2 separate regions of the Mus musculus genome follow, and region 2 is linked to region 1. Evidence: chromatin contacts called from public promoter capture Hi-C data. All regions are on one chromosome and are shown on one strand. The core of a region is the stretch at or near the end of the contact, and the rest is flanking DNA. Distances in the headings are between cores, read along the strand shown. Region 1 overlaps Smap2 (small ArfGAP 2). Region 2 overlaps Rlf (rearranged L-myc fusion sequence).

Region 1 (3,440 bases), core at 479-2,978:
TACCATTTTTACTTTCTCAAAAACAACAGGTTCCATCTTTTTCTCCGGAGCGGGTTCATTCCCTCGTTTCCACTTATCATCCTTCTCTTTCTAAAGTGATGTAACAGGACAATGATAGCTTAGCCTTAGCACAATTAGTGTTTCAGAGCTACAATCCAAATGCAGGCAGGGCATCAAAGTTCACTAAAGATTCTGATGCAGAAATGCAACCAATTTGGTGTGGGGTGTGAGTACTGATCTTCCTCATTAGCCTCCTTACTGAATGAGGCAGACCCCACATTTTAAGGACTCAACCCTTTTTGAAATCTGTAATACAGACAGACAATCTATGGAAGTTTAAAAGTTGCCACACATTTGTGCCCTTTATCTCCTATGTGTTATACATAACTATAAACAGCCAAAAAGGTCTCAAGAAATAAATACTAAAGGCAGGCAAGGTGGTAAATGCTTGTAATCTCATCATTTAGAACATTGTGGCAGGAGAATTTTGAGTTTGAGACCAGTCTAGGATATACAACAAAGATACTCAAAACAACAATCCCCATACAAGAAAATCTCTCTCAGTTTTTGTTGCTCTTTTGAACTCTGGTCCTCTGTAAATGCATCAAGTGCTCTTAACCACTGGGCCACGTCTCCAGCCTTTTCTTAACCGCTGGGCCACGTCTCCAGCCTTTTCACCTCTATTTTTAAAATTAGGAAACAAAGCTAGAGGCTGGGCATAGTGACACAAACTTGCCTGCACTTAAAAAGTTCACAGGCAGGCTGGAGAAATGGCTCAGAGGTTAAGAACACTGGCTGCTCATCCAGAGGGCCTGAGTTCAATTTCCAGCAACCACATGGTGGCTCACAACCATCTGTAATTGGGTCTGATTCCCTCTCCTGGTATATGTGAAGACAGATCACTCATATACATAAAAATAAGAAAATATACATTTAAAAAAGAAAGAAAGAAACAAACAAACAGAGAGAAAAAGGAAGGAAGAAAAAGACAGACAGACAGACAGAGAAAGAAAGAAAGAAAGAAAGAAAGAAAGAAAGAAAGAAAGAAAGAAAGAAAGAAAGAAAGGAAGAAAGAAAGGAAGAAAGAGAGAGAGAGATGGAAACAATCTGGCAGGGCTTGGTGGTATAGAATCCCAACACTCGGATATAAAGGCAGTGGATCTCCAGTTCAAGGACAACCTGGGCTACAGAGTCAGTTCCAGACCAGTCTGGGATATTTAGCAAGACCCTATCTCAAGCCTTCCAAAAGACTCTATAGTAAAAAGTCAAATGTACCACTAAGCTGTCCATCCCAGAAATGCTAACAAAAACCTTAAGTGACAACAGTCCTGCTAATGGAGGGGAAAGAAACTGTTTCATCTGCTCAGCAGGAGATGCAACAATGACCACAGAAATATAGATGGAGCATGTACACCATGTGAGATGTTTGCGAGGAGACATCCTTTATAACTAGATTCTGGTTATGCCTCTGAGGAAGGCACACACCCAGATGAGTCATTAGGGGACAACGAGAACAAGCATGGGTTCTTCCTCTTAATTTTCATATTTCCTGTAAAAATAACTTTATCATAATACTCTGTCTTTTTGTGTAGAATTGGCACTGGAATACAGAACACTATTTCCTTTTTGTCTCTGTTTTTGGAAATAAAGACGAAAGTAGTCAAGGCTGGCCTGAAATTTACTAGTAGCCGAGGTTGACCTTAAACTCCTGATTCTTCTGCGTTTATACCCAAAGCCACTAGGATGATAGATGGGCAGGCACCATTATGCCCAGCAGACCACTACTACATACTGAAGTTAAACAAAGTTTTGTCTTTTTTTTTTTTTTTTAAAATCTGACCTTTGAAGGGAGCACTGTGCACCTGTAATCCCAGCTCTCGGAAAGCAGAGGCAGGAGGAGCTCTGTGAGCTTGGGATTAGCCTGGTCTACATAGTAACAGGCTAGCCAGGGCTATATAGTGAGACTCTGTCTCAAATCAACAACAAAGCAAACAAAACAAAACCCAAACAAATAAAAATGAAAAGCAGACATTTAGATGGGGTTGGGCGGGGGGCAATACCTCAGCAGAACGCTACCAATGTACACAACACTTTGAAGTTACATCTCTCCCACTGCACACTAACCACGTGATCTCTTTAGCAAAGCCAGTTACTTTTTGTTTAAAACTAGTTGTCTTTGGGCTGGAGAGATGGCTCAGCGGGTAAGAGCACTAACTGCTCTTCTGATAGGTCCTGAGTTCAAATCCCAGCAACCATTTGGTGGCTCACAACCATCTGTAATGAGATCTGATGCCCCCTTCTGGTGTGTCTGAAGACAGGTACAGTGTACTTACATATAATAAATAAATCTTAAAAAAAAAAAAGAAACAACTAGTTGTTTTTATTTAATGAATGTTCTTTCCTTCTTTTTTTTCTTTCTATGTGTGTAGGGGTAAGAGAGGATGAGAGAAGGTAAGAAAGAGAGAGAGAGACAGAGACAGAGAGAGAGAGACAGAGACAGACACTATGTAGATCTCAAACTTGTGGCAATTCTCCTGCTTCAGTCTCCAGAGGCTGGTATTATAGGTATGTGCTACCATCCTGACTGCTAAAAATATTCTTTTTATTTATGGTGCTGGAGACTTAAATAACTATCAATTCTTGTTATAACAAGAATGAAAGAACATCTAAGCATAGCAAAAAAACTAAAAGTCTCAGTCTTTCTTTCCCACCTGAACACTTGTGGGTGAGGCTACAGCAATGCCAAGACCATCGCTGGAGTGTCCTCCTGCCACAGCCTCCCCATATCTACCTTCTGGGTCTCTCTACATACCCTCTGACATCATTTGATCTTATACTTCATATACTTCAGCACAGTGAACATAGCTTTTACTTTTCCACAAATAAAATGAAATGCGTGTGCACTTTGGTTCTAAACTCTTTTTAAAAGATTTATTTTACTTTAGAATGATGTGTGTGTGTGTGTGTGTGTGTGTGTGTGTGTGTGTGGAGGGGTTACGTTGTGCGTGTGCACTTTGGTTCTAAACTCTTTTTAAAAGATTTATTTTACTTTAGAATGATGTGTGTGTGTGTGTGTGTGTGTGTGTGTGTGTGTGTGTGTGTGTGTGTGTGTGTGGAGGGGTTACGTTGTGCATGTGAGTGCGAAGTGCCTACAAAGGCTAAAACTTAGGTGTTGGATCCCAGGGAAGCAGAGACTGTCACAGGCAGCCGCGTGCTGTCTCGTGGATGTTAGGGACTGAGCTCTCATCCTCCTCTACAGAGCACATGCTACTGACTACTGAGCTATTTCTCCAGGCCTGCAAAATTCGTTTGGATGGTGCTCTCTGGGGTGTATAAGGGGCTAATTCTTTCTCGGAACACTTATGCTAACTGACAAGCCTTTTTCCCCCCAGACGATGGTGAGTTGTTCATATTAAGTTGGCAAGGAATTCCTTTTCCCT
Region 2 (3,306 bases), core at 693-3,192, 220 kb after region 1:
GAATGTGGAGGAAAGGAGATTCCCCATGCCTGAGAGGAGTGCAGGACAAAGGATAGCTGCCACGTGAAGGAGCCACAAGAGCGCAGTCCAGTGGGGTCCAAGGCAGCCAAGATACAATACAGAATGTAGTAAGTAGTAACTTGGAATTATCAGCAGGAGGTAGTGAAGTTTAGACAGTGGCCCAATGTGTGTGTGTGTGTGTGTCTTTCATTCTGGAAGATAAAGCATTGAGGTGAGTAGGGAACCTGCCACAGGAACATATTAATTAATTATTTAATTTACAAGAGCCCACTAAGAGCATACATACTGCTCTTGTTTGTTTTGAGTCAGAGTCTCTTTGTTATGTAGCCCTGACTGTCAGGGAACATGTTCTGTCCAGGCAGGCCTCAAACTCACAGAGATCCATCCACCTGGCTTTGTTTCCTGAAGGCTGGGATTAAAGAGTGCACCACCCACCACCACACCAGGCTCTTATTGAGGACTCAAATTCATAATCCCAGCACCTGCTCCCTGCAGCTGACCTTGAGCAGTTAAAACCCCAGCACCCCTTTCCTGCCTCTCATGCATCAGCACTCTTATTTACATACCCATGCAGAGACCTACAAATTTACATAATTAAAACTAATCAAAATAGACAATGTTTAAAAAAAGAGTAAAAAGGGTTGGAGAGGTTGCTTTTCTAGATTAAGAGCACTGGCTGCTCTTCTGGAGGGCCCAGGTTCACGTCTCAGTACATATAAGTCATCTGAAACTCCAGTTCCAAGGGATCTGATGCCATCCATCTTCTGACCTGTACAGGTACCAACCACAGATTACATGCAAGCAAAACATTTTTACATACAGATAAATACAATTTTTAAGTTAAATCAATAAAACAAAGGTGCAAACAAAAACAAGGGTAGAGACTATAAATTATTTGGAGGATCCTAAAAGCCAGAACCCCAGAACAAAAATGACCTGTGCTGGGATTAGGAAGAAAGAAAAGAGTATATCCTTAATGGTTATCTTTACAAAAAAAATTTTTTTTTAAATTTTGAACCAGGCACGGAGGAATGTGAGTTTAATCTCAGCACTCGGGGAGGCAGAGACAGGTTGAGCTTTGACTTCAAGACCAGCCTGATGTACATACATAGTGTGTTCCACGATAGCCAGAGCTACATAGAAACCCTGTCTCAAAAATCCTGAGTGCGTGCTTAGACGTATGTATGTGTATTGTGTACATGCTCAGTCAGAAAAGGGATTCAGAGTCCCTGGAACTGGAGTTACATGTGGTTTCGAGTCACGGTGTGGGTGCTGGGAAATAAACCAAGGTCCTGTGCAAGAGCAGCAAGAACTCTTAACCAATGAGCCATCTCTCCAGGCCTCTACAGCATATTTTGAAAAAGTATTAGTCTTCCATTTTTTATTATAAAATTAATGTCTTGTGGCTTTCAAAGTATGCCATAATTTATTCTGACACTCCAGAACTCAGATCATAAATTAAGACAGTATTTTGTTGGACAGTGCTGATCTGAATAAAATTGGATTCTAGTTAAAAAAAGAAAAGCGCAGAAAATGTTCTATTGTCTATTATTTTTACTATACCTTTCCATGTTTGGTTTTATTTAGAAACATAGATGCCTAATGATGTGTTGCAAGTTGCCAACAGTATCTAGTATAGTAACTTGATGCACAAAATTCAGAGCCTAGCAGCAATAAGGTAGATACAATATATAGCTGAGATGTACAGTAGGCTCTTATGGCACCTAAGTTTAAGTATATCCAAGCATGCTAGGCCCACAGGCTACTCTCTCTCTCTGTGTGTGTGTGTGTGTGTGTGTGTGTGTGTGTGTGTATGAGGGGGGAGGAGGAGGAGGAGAGGGAGAGGAAGATTGGAGTAGAACCTAGAGCTTCAAGCATGTTAGGCCTTGCCTAGCAGCTGCCTGCTTACAATGAGGAAGTGGCTAGGTGAAACCGCAGCTCTTTCACCTTGTGTTGTTACTTGTAACCAACTCACACTTTCCACATTAGCTACAGCCAAAAAAAAAAAAAAAAAAAAAAGTGTCTCTAGCCAGTGTCAGGCTTCCCATTTAGGCACGAATGACTTTGAATTTCTGATCCACTTTCTAAAGACTGGGACTATAGAACTGTTTTATGAGCTACTGGGTAGGGGTCCAAACTCAGAGCTTCATATACAGTAGGTAAGCACTGTACAAACTGAGCCACATCCAACCCTTCAGCTGATTTAAAAGAGACACAGAGAGACTTCCTTGTCATTTCCATCCTCCGCTGATCTATATCCCCGACCTTTACTTCATTTTTTAAATAAGAAAGCAGAAGCTGGGTGTGGTAGTGCAAACCTTTGATCCCAGCACTCAGTAGGCAGAGGCAGGTGGATCTCTGTGAATTCGAGTCTAGCCTGGTCTACAAAGTAAGTCCAGGACAGCAAGAGATGGTTACACTGAGAAACCCCCTTGAAGAGCCAAAGGGGGGGGGGGGGACGGACAGATTTTACGCTTTAATCTGAACTAGTCACCTGCCTCCAATACCCATGTTTTATCACTATTCTGTATGTCTACTCAGAACTCACAAACCTACTATCGCTTTAATAAATATGCTTATTTCCAAACTCTGCCTTTACTTCCGACTCCACTACCTTTAGTGTCTGCAGCCTCTGCAGTGTGGTCATCATTTGGCCTACTTCCTCAGAGTTTACCACATCCACCTCCCATTCGAAAGTCACTGCTTCTGGGAAGTTTTCTGGCAATAGTGCTAAGTGACACCCACTACTTTGCAATCCTGTGGTCATGTCAGGGAAGTGGCTCAGTTTAGGTAGAACTGTCTCGCCTGCTCACTGTTCTGGGTTTGATCCTAGTACCAAAAGATGGCCATGGTTTGCAGACCTGTCATCCCAACCCTTGAGAGTCAGTGACAGATGAGAAGTTCAGTGTCATCCTCATCCAGCTACAGAAGAACCTGCACCCCCAAAGCAACAGCAACAGCAACAACGACCCAACTAAAACAACTACAAGTGTCAGTTGTTCATTACAAATGAACATCGTAGGGTAACTGGATTTTTTTTTAAAGATAAGTGTGTGCATTATTTTAAAATCTGCACATAACACAAGAAATCTTATTCTGATTTTAATTTCTCAACAAATGAAATACATAAAATTCTAAATCTAGCTAAGAGGTGGAGAGTTTAATCCCAGCGCTTGGTAGGTTGAAGCAGGCAGATCATTTGAGTTCAAGGCTGGTCTGGTCTACAGAGCAAGTCCCAGGATAGCCAGGGCCTCACAGAGAAATCCTATTTTGAAAATAAAGTTC

The links. Capture Hi-C pulls out chosen DNA fragments and counts their contacts.
Region 2: a promoter capture Hi-C map of adipose tissue shows a contact between it and region 1. The contact joins two enhancer-like sites. A contact is called at or near these places in 2 of 15 datasets of contacts at CTCF or cohesin (CD8 T cells and the NIH/3T3 cell line), 2 of 484 Hi-C or Micro-C datasets (both in CD8 T cells), 3 of 115 datasets of contacts at active chromatin or transcription factors (CD8 T cells, DN3 thymocytes and double positive thymocytes) and 3 of 9 other capture datasets (adipose tissue, liver and pancreatic islet).

The regions. Positions count from the first base shown.
Region 1 is chr4:120,976,948-120,980,387 of GRCm38.p6, forward strand. Smap2 (small ArfGAP 2) reads right to left here. Exons shown (of 10, transcript NM_133716.3): 5 at 4-90. Among named protein-coding and RNA genes, the nearest start is that of Mir7015, 5.3 kb to the left of the region's middle. Within about 2 kb of position 1,729, at least 28 of the 459 cell types and tissues checked have an H3K27ac peak or open chromatin away from gene starts, as enhancers often do. A contact at or near this core is called in CD8 T cells and adipose tissue, where this site is marked.
Region 2 is chr4:121,194,474-121,197,779 of GRCm38.p6, forward strand. All of the region lies in intron 1 of Rlf (rearranged L-myc fusion sequence), which reads right to left. Among named protein-coding and RNA genes, the nearest start is that of Rlf, 19 kb to the right of the region's middle. Within about 2 kb of position 1,943, at least 115 of the 459 cell types and tissues checked have an H3K27ac peak or open chromatin away from gene starts, as enhancers often do. A contact at or near this core is called in CD8 T cells and adipose tissue, where this site is marked.